Regions from separate parts of the Mus musculus genome. Here region 2 is linked to region 1. Evidence: chromatin contacts called from public promoter capture Hi-C data. All regions are on one chromosome and are shown on one strand. The core of a region is the stretch at or near the end of the contact, and the rest is flanking DNA. Distances in the headings are between cores, read along the strand shown.

The links. Promoter capture Hi-C pulls out the DNA fragments that hold promoters and counts their contacts.
Region 2: a promoter capture Hi-C map of hippocampal neurons shows a contact between it and region 1, with 4 times the contacts expected there. The contact joins the promoter of Ehd3 here to the promoter of Clip4 in region 1. A contact is called at or near these places in 2 of 39 promoter capture datasets (HPC-7-derived erythroid cells and hippocampal neurons).

The regions. Positions count from the first base shown.
Region 1 is chr17:71,780,546-71,783,245 of GRCm38.p6, forward strand. Clip4 (CAP-GLY domain containing linker protein family, member 4) reads left to right here and starts at 1,402. Exons shown (of 16, transcript NM_030179.3): 1 at 1,402-1,524. Gm30140 (a long non-coding RNA gene) reads right to left here and starts at 2,137. Exons shown (of 4, transcript XR_001782175.2): 1 at 1,226-2,137; 2 at 1,058-1,132; 3 at 804-924.
Region 2 is chr17:73,803,532-73,806,231 of GRCm38.p6, forward strand. Ehd3 (EH-domain containing 3) reads left to right here and starts at 1,310. Exons shown (of 6, transcript NM_020578.3): 1 at 1,310-1,938. The coding sequence starts at 1,712.

The sequences.
Region 1 (2,700 bases), core at 152-2,651:
CATTGTGTGATATGTGTGTGTGTGTATGTGCCAGGGAATAGCCCAACAACAAGGGCTTGTGTTCCTGATGGCCAAGGAGTAGTTTCAGGTTTTGGAATAAAGGCAGCTAAGTGAGTGGCAGACTCTCCCTGGTGACTTGTTGTCCCTGGAATTTGCCTGTGTACTGTGTATGTTGGGTGTAGCAGGAAGAGCCAGTAGTCTGGCTGGTTCTAACAGAGATCTTCATTATAGCTTAGTACCACTCAGCTTGCCACACCCCATCACCTACTAATAGTGGTATCTTGGTGGATACTTTAAAAAAAAAAGCAATAAAAGTAAACTGTGTCGCTCGGAAAATATCACCAGCAGCTCCTGTTACAACAGATCCTTATGGGTTTCCGTGTTTCAGTGGCACTTAGAGCCAACAAAAGGCAAATTGCTTTCTCTTTTAGCCAGCTGAGGAGGTGGGTGGGTTAGGCAAGAATTGGGTGTGAGAAAAACAGGGAAAGGGGTGTGTGTGTGTGTGTGTGTGTGTGTGTGTGTGTGGTGTCCTCCGAGGGAGGGATAAGCATCTGTGTTACATTACCATCCTCAAGAGTGCATGAAGACAAGAGTCTGCAGGGAAAGAGAACCTGGCAGCTGCCCAGGGGTGTGGGATGGTGGAATTTAGTACTGCATAAGCACCCTGAGTTTTAGTTGGCCCTGTGCCCCACCCAGTTCTCCACTGTGCTCTGACCGCCTCAAACAACTATTTGGATATCTTGGGTTGAGTTAGTAGAAGCTCAAGAGGTAGGCAGAGGTGGCAGGCTCGTCTCGGTACTTACCAGGTCGCCGTTCCATTCTGAGAATCTCATTTAGAAAGGCTCAAGACAAGCCAGGATGCACTCCGAGGAGTCCTTCAACCGGCTGGTGAGTAGGGTCCCAACTGCACTATCGACGAACGGCCTGAGAGACAGAGAATGCTCATTGTTCTCTCTTGAACTGGAGTTAGATGTTCTTTGACAACATCCATGGCAGAAACAACCCTAGATTTTAGCTCCCAAGGAAGGATGTTTTGCCAAAGGCTAGTCTAAGCTACCTTAAGAGTTAGCGAGTTCCTTCTTCTTCCGAGTATCCAAGTAGAGTCACTTGGTGGGAGAATGTTGTGAGGACTCTAGCAAGGAGAAAGTATTTGTGTTTGTTTTCCTAGCCTCCAGAGCCAACAGTTCGAACTGGAAAAGTGCTCTGGGGTGTGGTGTGCACTTACCTCTGGGCTGGCAGAGATGCTGATGGACATCCATTCATATGGTCTCTCAACAAGTTAGTTACCACACGATAGGGAAGAAACACCAACAGGGTTACAGTTTGTGAGGCCTCGAAGAGCTTGGCTGTGACATCCTTAACTCAAGTTTACAAACTTGTCAGTCACATTTAGCTCTCCCTATTAAAGACCAACACCTTTCTGCAGCATGGGGAAGAACTAGAAATGCCAGCGCCCACATCTGCTAGGGTTTCAATGTCACTTCTTTCTGGTTATGAGAAGATGGAAGAGATGAGAAGTATGAGGTAGGTGAGGAGGGAGCAGAAAACTAAGGAATGTGTAAGTGTGCCCTGTGACTATTCATTTCTTCCCTTTGGCTGGCACACTTCCTTTGTAATTGCTCAGTTGGGTATTGAGAGGGGTTTTCACAGCAGGACCTGGAAACAGATAATTGACTGACGGATCTTACCCTAGGCCATACATGGCCTCCCTATGCATGGGTGAGATGTGGTCTCTGCCTACCAGATGCTGTAGGTGGGAACTCTTCCAGCCCAGGATGCTAGAAAGCAAGGGGGGTGGCAAATAGGGCCAACTAAGACCATGCAAGAGGAGGGTGTGCCTGCTGCAGCCCCAAATCACCATCCTGGCCAGCCAAGGTTCCTTTTAGAGCCTGGTTGTGCCTCTCTGGACAGATCCCCATTTGTGCATGGCACCGCAGGGGCTCTGGGAAAGGCCACTGGACTGTGAGTTTGGGCACAGCAGGTGCAGCCGCCGCCAGACCTTCCTCCTGTTGGGGGCACAGGGGGCGCAAGCAGGAGGCGAGCGAGCGCAGGCGCGTGCGCCGGGCCCAGGGCCGAGGCCTGCGCGCAGCCCAGGCGGCTGCACTGCGCGCGCGCCGACCCGCGTGGGGGGCCCGGTTCCGGCGCGCGCGGCGTGGAAGGCGGCGGGTTGCTGCTGCCCGGCTGGAGGCTCGGCGGCAGCCACGGGACCCCTGCGGGAGGGCGGGAGCGCGCCCGCCCGCCCCTGCGCCTGGCCTCTGCGCCCCGCGTCCGCAGCCGGCGCTCCTCGGGGACCCGGAGCAGGCAGGTGGCGGGACGCTGGGGGGCGGCGGGACCCGGAGGCCGGGAGGGCCGGCCGCTAGGCGGTTGGCGGTGCGGGCCCCACCGAGCTGCCCGGAGGCCTCCCAGGACGCGGCCCGGCGGGCGGAGAAGTGGGTGCTTGTGTCGCTTGCTCTCCGGCTGAGATGGGTGCCCGGCTGAGGCCCGCGCTCCCCGGAACCCCGGAGTATCTCCCACGCGTGGGGCTGCGCACCCTGGTGGGTTCTCATAAGCTTGGCTCATCATGTTCTCATTCGCATCCTCCTCCGACTTAGATCATTAAGAAACCCGTGGCCATGCGTGTTCCAAACTGAACTGGCTTCGCCTCGCCTTGCTGCTCTGAGATTCCTTCATACTAATTCGCCTTGAGAAGTTGCAGGAGGG
Region 2 (2,700 bases), core at 60-2,559, 2.0 Mb after region 1:
GTGGAAGGGAGGGCAGTGGGAGCCCTCTGCCTTAGGAGAGAGGAAAGGCTTGCCACCTCACTGGTTAGAATCCTTCTAGAACTGTCATTGACTTTGTTCCTTGTTGCTGCCCCACCCTTTGCCACATCTGGCCAATGTCTCATCACTGTTCTTGGCATTGCTGGCAATGGCACGATCTTCCTCAGAGGGGCGCTACAATGTTGCTTCCTGAGATCTCAGCAACCCCTGTGCTTGGTGAGCATTTTGTTACATAGCAATTATTGGTAATGATATTCTTATGGGTTTCCCATTTCTTGTTTGGCTCCTATCTTGGTGTGCACATTCTTCCATGCCTGTTCCCATCATACATTTCACGATCTACCATTTTGGATGTAGCTCTGCCAAAATCTTTACACTGCTCTGGATTGTTTTTAAGAAGGCTTTTTATGTGACCTCAAATGCCTTCCAGTCTTCTCTCAGCTCATCCTTGAAGAGACATCTCACAGCCATGTTTCCTGTAATGCCTTCAAATTGACCACGAAAAAAGCAAAAGATGGTTCTGCTTGCTTGCTTGCTTTTTTTTTTATTCTTATTTTTATTTAATTTAATTTTTTTTTTTTTTTGAGACAGGGTTTCTCTGTGTAGCCCTGGCTATCCTGGAACTCGCTTTGTAGACCAGGCTGGCCTCAAACTCAGAAATTTGCCTGCCTCTTTTCGTGTCTGTTGTAATTCTACCCTGCTACATCTCCTAAAAGGCTCCTCAAAGACTCAGCTTTGTATGTAGTTGTGTCAAATTAGGTCGCTGCCCCTTAGCACTCCCTGCCTGTGTGTGTTTTGCTGGTTTTACCTACCGTATTGAGTGGGAGAGAGGGGGAGGAGAGAAAGAGGAAAGCCGTTTTTGTTTGTTGTTTGTTTTTCACTTCACCTCAGGCCTGGTGAAAAGATAAGTTACTGATTTTTTGGTTATTTTATGTCACTTGTCAGGGGCACCTTCTTTCCATGCCCCAAGGAAAATACAGTAGAATTTTCCCCAAATGGGTCCCAATATTAGTATCCCCAGGGAACTGACCTCAGTAACCAAAGGAACTGAGTCTCAAAACGGTAGAGTAGGTCAAGGCTGTCTTAGTCTCCGTCCTTGAGAGGGCGCTGCTCCCAAGTCAAATCCCCAGGGCTGGGAAAGAAATGCCTGCGCTTTCCCACAGGACTCTGGCAGCAGCTTTTTGCAGATAGAGTCCGCGCGGCCGCAGAGCGCCTGCCCATAGACATGGCGGCGCCCTCCTTGGCTTCGCGTCGCCCTGACCGTGGAGCTGGCCGGGTTTTGCCAGTTCTCGGGGACTTCCTGCACGTCTGGCATTTAAACGCGCGCCGGGGGCGGCGGGATGCTGCTGCGGATGCGGAGCTGTGTGAGCCGCTGCCTACCCGGCGCAGCCTGGGCTCCGCAGTAGCGGAGCTCGAGCATCCTTTAGTCATCTATCTGGGGAGACCTGGAACTCAGGCTTCGGCTTCCCGGCAGGTTTGTCTTTAATTTCCAAGGTTGCAGTTCTCTTGACACAATCCACAGCATCCTTCTCTCCAACCGGGCTGTGGATGAACCTGGGACTGGACTGAATCCAGCAGCTGGGGCAGCCCGGGCCATGGTGCGTCTGAGCCCCGAGCTCTGGTAAGGCAGTAGTGGCGGCGTTGTTCGAGCTAGGCGGGTGCCACTCCCGGGAGCTTCCTCCCAGCTGTCACAATGTTCAGTTGGCTGGGTAACGATGATCGCCGCAAGAAGGACCCTGAGGTCTTCCAGACGGTGAGCGATGGACTCAAAAAACTCTACAAGACCAAGCTGCTGCCTCTGGAAGAGTATTACCGCTTCCACGAGTTCCACTCGCCCGCCCTGGAAGATGCTGATTTCGACAACAAGCCCATGGTCCTGTTGGTGGGCCAGTACTCTACCGGCAAGACCACCTTCATCAGGTGAGCCTCATCTGGGTGCTGAGCCTTCCGGGTGACGTGGAAAGTCTTCCATTAAGGGCTCTGAAGAAATCCCTGTGGGAGGCCTCAAAAGTTGATCCTACTACCGAGTCCCCCATTGATTCCTATATGATGTCCCTCCTCAGTTCTTAGCCCTGGTCATTTTATTAAGAGTCATCCCTGTTGTCTGATCTGGGCACTGAAACTGAGGCACAGAAGGAACCAGACTCCTAATGAAGGTGGGGATACCGTAACCCTCCTTTTGACTAGAATCTCTTATCTCGTGAAGGGCTTGGGATTATCCCGGGGAGCCTTACCTTTGCAGCCGAGTTGTTCTCATGGTCGCGGGCCTGGGGATGGGGGTGAACTGGAGACCCTGGGGTCATTTATTCTTTTACCGTTTTTCCTTCTCTCTGACAGTGCTTTTAGGGCTGTCTCTTAGAGAAGCAGAATACTTTTAATAAGTTTCTTCTTTGAACTTAATAGTTCAATAATAATAATAATAATAATAATAATAATAATAATAATAATAATAATAAAGCAGCTTACAGAAGTAGAGGAGATACTAAGATGCCTCATCTGGCCCTTGACTTTGCAGGTGAGATAGCAGAGGTGATGGGAGGATACGTGATGGTTTAGAGCTGCACAAGATGGAAGCAGCCCTCGGTGCCTGTGAAAAATGTTAGCTACGTGCCTGTAACTTTAACAGGGAGTCTTCCATTCCGTTGAATGATAGATTTTGGGGGCTGCAAGCATTCAGAGAGA